Regions from separate parts of the Sus scrofa genome. Here regions 1 and 2 are each linked to region 3. A link is a contact called in public Hi-C and HiChIP or PLAC-seq data. All regions are on one chromosome and are shown on one strand. Each heading gives the region's core, a stretch centred on a gene start, on an enhancer-like site or on the middle of the called end of the contact. The rest is flanking DNA. Distances are from core to core; before and after follow the strand shown.

Region 1 (3,738 bases), core at 1,191-3,690, 270 kb before region 3:
TCCATCTGTTGCAGCTTCTGTCCCCTCCTTTCCAAGGCAGGTAGCCTGCAGATCGTTTTCCCAGGCAAGAGCATCACCTAGTGGTGAATCTAGGCAACCACAGTTCTAGACTAGTCCTGTCACTCCCAGGGGACTTGATTAAGGCAAAGAGCACAGACAGGAACTGCTTCTCAAACCATTTGTGGTCCTGTTTTGGGTCATAGTGAAGAACGATCTTTATTTAAAACATGGTTTTTATTATGCTTTTTGATCCCACAAAAGCCGCAAACAGGTGGCACCAAAGGAGATGATGATTCCAAGGGCTTCCTTGTACCTCCCCTTCCTTGCTTCTCTTCTCCACTGCAGTGGGCATTGCATCACCTGGGGAACTTAAAAATGTATAGATTATTGGCCTTTGCCCTTGGAACAACTGGAACATACTTATGCTAAACGAATCATGCATTATCTGAAATTCAAGTTTACCTGAGTGTCCTGGATTTGTATTAGCTAAATCTGAGGACCCTAATAAGGCCCCTTCACAAATCAATTAATTCAGAATCTCCTGAAATCGTAACTTTTGTGAACACTGCTCCGACAATTGCACCATCAGGCATGGTTGAAAACTAATTTCATAGAGCCTCGCTCTCGTTTAGAGTTACTGGCCTCTTACTCACTGAGCTCCGATATTTATTGCCCTTCCCAAAATAAACCCTGCAAATGTCTGGAAAGCATTTTGTATCTCCCATCAACCTGACCTCATCAAAACCAGTACCACCATTTTTATTAGTTTAGGGCTGAAGGGAAGGGTGAGGCAAGGGAGTGCAGGTGGCTGTGACTGAGAGAGGCTACAGGGAACTGAGCCATCCCATCCTCTTTGTCAGAGTTGAGATTTTTTTTTTCTTTTTTGCTTTTTAGGGCCACGCGCATGGCATATGGATGTTCCCAGGCTAGGGGTCCCTTCGAAGCTGTAGCCGCTGACCTATGCCTTAACCCATTGGGAGAGGCCAGGGATCAAACCTGAAACCTCGCGGTGGTTCCTAGTCAGATTGTTTCCACTGTGCTTTTGGAACTCCTTTGTGTTTTTTTGTTTGTTTTTTGAGATGTTTTAAAACTATTCTCCCATCCCTGAACAGAATAAGATAGGATACAGCCCCCTGAGTTAATCTGCCTTGTCTGCCTTTCTAGGTCTATCTGCTTGTCAAAAACTGCTGGGAGGAAGATCCAGAAAAGAGACCAGACTTCAAGAAAATTGAGAATACGTTGGCCAAGATATTTGGGTATTGCTGAAATTTTTACTTTTCCTCACTAATTTCAGACTTTTCTAATAATAGTTGATACTCAGTGGCAGCTAAGTGTGAGAATGTCTTTTCTAATGAAAAATCTCAGACTGCAATTCCCCTCAAAAGAATTAAAGTGATCCAGAGACTAACAGACGATTTTTCTCAGGGAAATAATCACTTGAAAAGTTAAGAATTCGAGGGCAAAACTTGCCTGATTAGAAACTAAATTCCGACTGATCACAAATATATCTGTTAAGGAGTTCCCGTCGTGGCGCAGTGGTTAACGAATCTGACTAGGAACCATGAGGTTGTGGGTTCGGTCCCTGCCCTTGCTCAGTGGGTTAAGGATCCGGCGTTGCCGTGAGCTGTGGTGTAGGTTGCAGACGCGGCTCGGATCCCGCGTTGCTGTGGCTCTGGCGTAGGCCGGTGACTACAGCTCCGATTGGACCCCTAGCCTGGGAACCTCCATATGCCGTGGGAGCGGCCCAAGAAATAGCAACAACAACAACAACAACAACAAAAGACAAAAGACAAAAGAAAGACAAAAAAACAACAACAACAACAACAACAAATATATCTGTTAAAAATAGAGTTCCCTGACACTTCTGCTGGTGATTAGGATTTAGAAGTCTAGTATGAATCATGGAAATCTGCAGAGCCCCTGGATAATTCTTAAGATCCCCAAGTTTCTTAAATTTTTAAAATCTTTTTTTTTTGGTGGTGGTTGTTGTTTTTTATGGCCACACCCATTTCATATGGAGAGTCCCAGGCTAGGGATCAAATTGGAGCTGCAGCTGCAAGCCTACACCACAGCCACAACAACATGGGATCCTAGTTTCATCTGTGACCTACATGACAGCTCAGGGCAATGCCAGATCCCCAGTTCACTGAGTGAGGGCCAGGGATTAAACCCAAGTCCTCATGGATCCTAGTTGGGTTCATTACTGCTGAGCCACAAGGGGAACTCCCTAACAATTTTAAAATCCTAAAATCTGAAACTTTGACCTTAAGCACTTAAGACTGGAGCCATGAATCAGATTATAATTTGGGATCAAAAAAAATAGCACACAATTATCCAATAAGATTAAGTTTTAGATTTCTCATGTTTTCAGTTAGATACAATGCAGGGTGAGAAAAACAGCTCTGAGGTTAAGAGTTAGGTGATCCAGTTTCTAGACTAGGGTCTAATAATAGCTTGTTGGACTTTGGACAAGCCACTTACCCTAACTGGGTGTCAGTTTTGTTGCCAGTAAAATTGGAATGAACAAGATGATTTCTGCAGTTTCTTCCAGCTCTAACTTCTGGAGGTTCTCATTAAGTCAAAGACACAGATATTTAATGAGGCTAAAAAAAGTCCAGGGCTGAGATGAGGGGGAGTGAAGGCAATGAAAATGTGGCCATTGAGTGATAAATCTAAACCATCATTTGTAAGAAAAGGAGCGAGAAATAATAAATGGAATTATAAATGATTCCATTCTTATCCCTTTTCATTTCTTCGCAGATAAGATTGTATATGTGACAGACTGGGACACAGGTTTATCCCCAGTCTGGCATTGCCACAGCTGTCGCTAAGGTCGAAACTGTGGCTCGGATCTGATCCCTGGCCGGGGAGCTCCATATGCCGAGGGACAGCCAAAAAAAGAAAAAAAAAGATTGTATGTGTGACAGATGAAATGTAAGCTCATGAAGACAAAACTGGGCTCCTGATATTTAGCCTTTAATAGGGTGACTTTCAACTTGGCTGTACATTGTGATACCTGGGGAGATTTTTAAAATACTGTTGCCAGAATCATACCCTAGAGAGTCTGTTGTAATTGATCTGGGCACAGGCTGGCTTCAGGAGTTTAAGTAAGCTCCTCAAGTGATTAAAATACACAGCCAAGGTTGAGGAAACTGTTTTAATTGAATCAATTCATCATGAAGTAAAATAATTCATCTTCAGCCCTGACACCTGCTCCCTCACTCTTTCTACCCAGTGAGACTCCATAATGGTGTCTGGTAAGAATCTCCTAGGGAACTTGTTAAAAAATTCTCTTAATCCCAAGCCTAGCAGTTTCCAATCATAGAGATGTGTGATAGGACTCAGAAATGCTTTGTGTTGTTTTTTTTTGTTTGTTTGTTTGTTTGTTTGTTTTGTTTTTTTTTTATGGCTGCACCAGTGACATGTGCAAGTTCCTGGGCCAGGGATTGAACCCCTTCCTCAGCTGTGACCTACACCACAGTGCCTGGCGGGGGTTGAACAGCGCCTCCACAGCGACCCAAGCCACTGCCATCGGATTCTTAACCCATTGTGCCACAGTTGGAACTCCAGAGATGTGTTGGATTTTTAACAAACATCCCACCCACACCAAAGGAGATGACGATGTAGTCTGTTTTTTCGAGTACAAAAGTGGTCACTTTTAATTGCTGTGATGATGATATGATATGGTGTGGTTTATTCATCCCCTTCAACTCTGTTGTTTCCAAATCTCACAACAGT
Region 2 (3,576 bases), core at 971-3,470, 370 kb before region 3:
AACTGCCCATGGTATATCCCCTTGGGGGACTATTCTCTTCAAGAACTGGGGAGTGATAATCTGCCTCCTAACAGGGGTATGTGTGGCCTGACCTTTGTATATACCTCAGTCATGACCACGTGGGAGAAGTGATCCCAGCATTTACTCCACAAGCAGCAGAGACACAAGTGCTAATGGAAGCTGAAGGGGAATCCTTTCTGATATTAACTTACTTGTTCATTGTCCTGTCTTCAGTTACCCAGAAAAAAACAAAAAAGTGAGCTTCAAGAATGGAAATCTAGTTGGGTCTCAGCCACAGCTAGACCACATTACTCATCACCTAGTACTGTGCTTGGCATATAGAGATGCTCAATAAATACTGGGGAAAAAATAAAATTCATATGGAAAATTGGCCAAACACTGCCAAGGATGAACACATACCCACTCTTTTGTTTCATTTGTTTTTTCAGGAAGACTTCAACTCTGACTCACAGGAAAGATGAATCCAAAGATGTGAAATCTGAACGGGGAACTTTTTTGTGGACCATGAGGGCAGGATGAATCTTGTAGAAAAGAGTGAAAAGGAAGGGTCAACCAAGAACTGAATGGGATTGCTAGTGTTTAACTTTTAAATGTAGATGGCTGATCTGAAATGTGTTTCCCTCCCTGCATCTGTATCACTTGTCCTTACCTTTGCGCACATCTCACATATTTACTAAAGCATGACTGTCATTAAGCAACACAATCCCTACAGGATTGGTTGGAATGGGGTCATTACTTCAGGCCAGTGGTAGATCATAAGGGATGTCCAGCGATCTGTCGTTACAAAGCAAAATCAAATCAATTACACTTCCAAAGAAATATAGTATGATGGAGAGAAGACCATTATGAAGCTGGAAACTTGAGAAAATCATTTTAAAAGCTCATAAACATATGTAACTCATGACTAAAGGCGCTGCACTGTTATGCAATGTGAGTGTCAGGGGAACACATTTCCAACCTCATGACTCATGCTTCTGTATTACACATATTATTGGATGTTTCCTTCATTTTCTAGAAATGTGAGCATAAGCGTGTACATCAAAATATCGGCTATTCGAAAGGCGAAAACACAACCATCAGGCTAAGAAGAATCTGTTGACACTGTGTCATTGGGACCACTCTTCGAAGACAGAAAGTTATTCTACCTTTTTAAAATAATGACCAGAGAGACAACTTCCTGCCCAAGGCCAGTTCGCTCGTTGTCACCGCTCCTTTTCCAGAACTGGTTCCTAAACTGCCCAAACAGGGCAGGAGAGCAAAAGCCTTGGCAAGGGGGCCTAAAAATTCCCCAGCCGCAGCCGCACCTACTTTGCCTTCAAGCCAGCTGGGAGAGTTCCCAACTCTGCCCACCTCCTGGGCAGTGGGTCCCTTCTGATAGCCCTTATCCGCCCGTAGCGCCTGGAAGGTGACCTACGGACCAAAGCAGCCCAGTTAGTGGCTCAAGCCGACCCACAAGTACCTCCTCCAAAGGTCTCCCGGTTGCCCCGTGGGTCATCCGGCAGGCGCCCGCGACTACATATCTCTATCGACCAGAGGATTTTCACTGACTTTATTGGCCTCCGACCCCGGTGGGCCCTTTGCCGCCCACCTCCCCACTAGACCAAGCCGGCCCTCCATAACATTAAGCATATTCAAAAACACTGCGGGGCGGCTGTGGGAAGAGGCTTGGCTGGGGAAGCCAGCTTCCCTAGCAGAGTCAGGGTCACTTGCTCTTCGTCTTCTGACTCTCCGTCTTCTTGGGTAGCAGCACGGCCTGGATGTTGGGCAGGACGCCGCCCTGAGCGATGGTCACTTTCCCCAGCAGCTTGTTTAGCTCCTCGTCGTTGCGGATGGCGAGTTGCAGGTGGCGAGGGATTATCCTGGTCTTCTTGTTGTCCCGCGCGGCATTGCCAGCCAACTCCAGGATCTCCGCGGTCAGGTACTCCAACACCGCCGCCAGGTACACCGGCGCGCCGGCGCCCACTCTCTCCGCGTAGTTACCTTTGCGCAGCAGTCTGTGCACTCTGCCCACCGGGAACTGCAGGCCCGCGCGGGAGGAGCGGGACTTGGCCTTTGCTCGCACTTTGCCTCCCTGCTTTCCGCGACCGGACATGTTTACCTCTCACCAAAAACTCCAGCGAGGAGAAAAAAATCCAGCGGTCCGGTTTCTAGTAAGGAAATGCGACGTATCACACCGGAACTGCCTCTACCAACACTTTGCTGACGCTAGTCAGAGCCTTCCCATTGGGCGCCGCAACATCCTCAGTTTAGGTGACCAATGACAGGCAGGCTCCGCTCCCAATTAGCGCGCTCTGCTGGCAGAAGGACCGCCTTTTCCAGCTCTCTCCAATCAGATGAGCAAATCCCTAGTCCTCATTTACATAATCACCCACCTGAAAATCTGCACCCGACTGCTCAGCGTATAGGGTTTCCACTGAATTTGTTGTATCCTGAGGTTTCAGCGTCCCGGCTGGCTCCCAGGAAAAGAACGTCTTAAGAATTAGGGAGGCACAGTTTGAAACATGCAGACGGAGAGTTACTCCACCCACAAGTACGAGATGCTCAAGGGAGAAATTCTAGTAATTAAGGTCGCAGGGTATGCCCGAAAATTTTAACCGAATGTCATTATTAACACTATTTTTCTTTTTATTCTTGTAAGTAAGATAAATCTCTTAACTTGAAAAATATGCTAACCTTGATTTATTTCTTTCTATTTCTTTTTTGGCCCCCCATGGGTATATGGAATTCCCTGGCCAGGGATCAGATCCCAGCTACACGTGCCACCTAAGCGGCAGCTGCAACACCACCTGGATCCTTAACCCGCTGTGCGAGCTGGGGATCAAATCTACTACCCGATGCTCCCAGGACACCGGGAATCCCATTTTGCCACAGCAGGAACTCATAACCTTGATTTCTTAGTCTTAGTAAATACTTAAAAACAAAAAAACAGCACCTCAACCTATTTTACCATTACAAGAATCCTGACACTTCAAGACTTTTCTTCCCTCAAATCAGAGATTAAAATCATGTAGTACAATATAACCTTTGAGGATTTTTTTCCCCCAGATACCCAGTGTTCTGAGGGTTCTGTTAATCCCGTGTGTGTGTGTGCGTGTGTCTTTTTGCCTTTTCTACGGCTGCACCCGCGGGATATGGAGGTTCCAGGCTAGGGATCTAATCGGAGCTGTAGCTACTGGCCTACACCACAGCCACAGCAACGTGGGATCCGAGCCGCATCTGTGACCTTCACCACAGCTCACGGCAACGCCAGATCCTTAACCCACTGAGCAAGGCCAGGGATCGAACCCTCAGCCTCACGGTTCCTAGTCGGATTCGTTAACCACTGCACCACCACAGGAACTCGTGTTAATCCTTCTTTAACAACAATAACAGCACCTTTTGTGCTATGGAGATGGGTAAGGATAGGTAAATAATAAGCATTTAATTATATGTAAGTATTTACCCTAAAGCTTTGCTGCTGGAAAGGCTTATTTGTCAGGAGTAGGGACAGCGAGCACAATTTACTAAAGTATTTGTCGCTCGAGGTATTAAGTGCCTGGAAAATAGTTATGAATC
Region 3 (3,676 bases), core at 962-3,461:
TTAAGTTTACAGAACTATACTTGCCTTTCTAACAAACAAGACAATAAAACTGTCCAATAAATGTTTACATAGTACACTATGTTTTTCAGTGTTTTCAGTATCTCTTATGATCTTCAACATTAACATAAAAAGGCAATCATTGGTGTATGCAAATGAAAACATAAGCTTAAATATACAAACCAAAATACTTCACTTTCACAGAGGGAACCATGCCCTACGATAAAAGTTCTTTTCTTAACCTAAATATGTATGCGTATTCAGATAAACATATACATACACACAGATACAGAAAATACAACATATTTCCATCTCTAAAACACCTGCAACAATGTCTAGAGGGTGGTGGAGTATGCTGGATAACCACCCCCAAAGCATACAAGGGGAAAGATTACACAGTATCCCTCTAAATATATTTCTGGGTAGGAGACTTCAGAGGTCTGTAAATCATATCAACAACAAATGTTCTGTTGAGAAAAAAAAGAATTGTTCCTATCACTGCATTCTACCTCCTATGTGATGTCATTTTTTAAAAATTCAGCAACCAAAAGTTCAATTGCATCTACTTAGTACTTCTCAACAGTGCTTTAAGCAATAAAGGCCCTAAACCAACCAAGATTACAAAGCAACAGCCACTTCTTCGTTTGACAGGTGACTGACTTAGAGTTACATAACCAACCAAGAAAAACAACTGTTATATATACAAACCACAGATAAAGTTTATGACAACCATTTACAAGTTTTCAGTCCAGTAAGAAATAATTTGCACAACAGTAAAATTATATCAAATTGTATAAAACTTCTCCCAGAGGCTCATATAAGATTCAAATATAATGACACTAACATTTTAAACTAAAATAATAAGTAGCACACTTATAACTACTTCTTTAAGAAACTACTTCTTTTAAGAAACTACTTCTTTAAGAAACCAGGAACACACAATTTTAAAAAATCAAACACAATTTTATCTTATATGTATAAATGACATTTTTTTAATCAACTGTTTTCTTGATGGTTCACGATGTCCTAATAAAGGCCTCAGTGTAGTTGAGAGTTCTTTGCAGAATTCTTTAACAGAAAAATGTATCAAGTTTTAGTGTTCTATTTCACATATCATTACAAACAAAACGCTAAGAAAATGACTTAATTTTAAAAGTCAGAGTAATAAAAATAATCTAACTGCAGCGGTAATGGACAAGTGACAGGGAGAGAAAAAATGTGAAACTCAAATGCATGAAAGATCAAAAGTACACACTGATTAAAACTTCACTAAGGATCAAATATTTTTAAAAAATAAATACGCAAGTAGATTGAGGTTTCCTTTCAAACGTTATATAAGTTCTTCCAAAGCTCCTTGCCTTCATATTTCCAAAATTCAAACTGTTTCCATTTTGAAAACATTCCATAACAGGACTGGTAAAAATAGGGTTAAAAATGTATTTGCAAATATGCAGTTCAAATAAATGCACTTCCCGTGATAACACCACTAGGTGCTGATCTTTATCTCCCTAAATATACAATTGAATCCAGCACTGTCCCAAAAGTGAAATTAAAATCGAGAACCACAAGTGGGCAATCATTTTTACAGAAAACTAAGTACACAGCTTCTCAAAGAATCGGAGAAATATCATAAAAAAGTCTGAGGTCGGTACAGGAATACAACATAAGAGAAACGTTTTTCTTGAAAAGTGAGGGAATTTAAGCGTAACAAAATGAAACCCCTCAAGAATGAGGAAAATTAAATCTAGAACCCGAATGGCGTCCAACAAGAACATTAGATCTTGAAAATGAATATTGCGCTTGCGCAGCCACCGCCCCGCCAGCTGCACAACTGCAGCTAGAGCCCGACCCCGCAAGATCACGTGCTCCCATGCAGCGTCCGCCCGCAGCTCCGCAACCGCGCAGGCGCAACACAACTCCCGCAGCCGCCATAATGCGGTCTTGACTCTTCAGAAATACAATAGTAATTTAAGAAAATGTTGTTCTATCAGCCCAAGGGACTCAAAGATACCTTTTGGGGCGGGAGATGAGGGAGGGGGAACCAAGTTCCTTCCTACAGAGTCGCCCGGCGCAGCCGTCCCCTCCGCTGCCGCCTCAGTCTCGCGCGCTTCAGTCTCCGCGCCGCGCCGCGCCGCGCCGCCGCCGCCGCCGCCGCCGCCTCCGCAGATTCAAAAACAAACCCGCTTCTCCCTTGCACGCGCCGGGGCCGTTATGCAAATCATTATAGGCGGGGCTCAGTGGTCGTAATATTGGCCACGCCCACTGTGCTTTCATCCAATAGGCTCACGGAATGGCCGTTCCCCATGCAAATCTTCTGGTTTTTTATTTGAATGAGAAATATTGGCCCCGCCTCCCGCCGTGGAAAAGAGAAGGAAGTCTGAGGTGGTGGCGCTGCGCCTCTGTGTTGCAGTGAGGTGTGTATTATGAGTGGAGCTTTGCTCAACTAGTGAGTAGTACTTTGTGAGCGCCCTCTATGAGCCTTAGAAAAGAAGGAAGGAAGGAAATAAGTGGGTGAAAGTTAAAAAGCTGAGGAAAAGATTTTCAAAAAAGGCTGGAGCATGTTGATTTATCATTTGTGTTAGCTTACAAAATATACTTTAAACTGTTTAAGTCATGAGGGAATGGCGCAAACACATCTTTTCTTTCCGTTGTTCTGTGTCAGAGCAAGCGCTTCTAGTCATACCCTTCCACCAGAAGTTGTATCCCTGTTATACAGTTTTATAATTGGGAGCCAACAAGTAATGAAGGCCACAAGGTGTAATGAAGAAGATGCAAGTATATTTGTTGGAAGATCTAGGCTCACGTCCAGCTTACATACCTGTTTCTTGGAATAAGTGTTTTACTCAATTTTCTCATGCCTGTAATTCAAATGGTTTGAGAGGGCAAAATGGTAGGATAACCCGTAAATGTGTTTTGCAAAGCAAAACAGCCTGAGAAGTAGATCGAGAGGATTTTAATATCACTTCTCTCTGAAATTAATCTACTCATTCAATATTTAATTAGCAATTCCTGTGTTCCAGACCCATATTAGGTGCCTGTCCTCAAGCAGTCTATTACAGTGGAGAAGACAAAAAAGTAAACAGGAAGAATTTGTAAGTAATAAGAAATCAGTATATGGTGGTTAATTATTTTTATAATTTGGGTCCTTCAACTTAGAAATACTGCCTGGCTTTTAGGAGAAACCCCTCATCCATAGTTAGAGAATCAGCAGTGCCTTCCCAGAAGAGGTCATCACTAACATGAGAATTGATTTAATAGGGTTCCCTTGTCTAAAAGTTGGATTTTATTGTAAGAACAAACAATGAGGAATAATTTAAAAGGTTTTAAGTTAGGAAATAACACAATTAGATTTTCATTGCTTAATTGCTAAGCTTTGTAAAGTCCTTGGTACTGAACATAGTACATGGGTGCACAAAAAGTTACAAATAGAGGCTCAGTTATAACAAAGTATGTATTATAATTTATTTTGTACATAGTGCTCAATTATAAGTTAGATGTTCAATACCAATATTTAAAATTCCATTCTATAATTAGAGAAATGGGATTGGAAGAAGGTTTCATTCATTAGGTTTCTCCTTGACTTCTATAAGCACATACAAAGGAATCTTTTTTTTTTTTTTTTTTTTTTTTGTCTTTTGTCTTTTGTCTTTTTAGGGGCCACACCCACAGCATATGGAGA

Evidence for each region. A called contact is a pair of places that touch in the nucleus more often than the background predicts. HiChIP or PLAC-seq counts read pairs in DNA pulled down with a chosen protein or histone mark.
Region 1: a contact with region 3 is called in an H3K27ac HiChIP or PLAC-seq map of skeletal muscle. The contact joins the enhancer-like site here to the promoter of ATF7IP in region 3. A contact is called at or near these places in 1 of 5 promoter capture datasets (liver), 6 of 47 Hi-C or Micro-C datasets (embryonic fibroblasts, fetal skeletal muscle, psoas muscle and 2 more) and 1 of 2 datasets of contacts at active chromatin or transcription factors (skeletal muscle).
Region 2: a contact with region 3 is called in a Hi-C map of heart right ventricle, with 4 times the contacts expected there. The contact joins the promoter of LOC100625850 here to the promoter of ATF7IP in region 3. A contact is called at or near these places in 1 of 5 promoter capture datasets (fetal liver) and 2 of 47 Hi-C or Micro-C datasets (embryonic fibroblasts and heart right ventricle).

Annotation. Positions count from the first base shown.
Region 1 is chr5:57,882,266-57,886,003 of Sscrofa11.1, forward strand. GUCY2C (guanylate cyclase 2C (heat stable enterotoxin receptor)) reads left to right here. Exons shown (of 27, transcript NM_214105.1): 20 at 1,165-1,256. Among named protein-coding and RNA genes, the nearest start is that of GUCY2C, 61 kb to the left of the region's middle. Within about 2 kb of position 2,441, at least 3 of the 83 cell types and tissues checked have an H3K27ac peak or open chromatin away from gene starts, as enhancers often do. A contact at or near this core is called in skeletal muscle, where this site is marked.
Region 2 is chr5:57,775,453-57,779,028 of Sscrofa11.1, forward strand. LOC100625850 (histone H2A.J) reads right to left here and starts at 2,221. Exons shown (of 1, transcript XM_013997814.2): 1 at 1,556-2,221. The coding sequence starts at 2,113. The coding sequence ends at 1,724.
Region 3 is chr5:58,147,769-58,151,444 of Sscrofa11.1, forward strand. ATF7IP (activating transcription factor 7-interacting protein 1) reads right to left here and starts at 2,212. Exons shown (of 15, transcript XM_003126462.5): 1 at 2,009-2,212.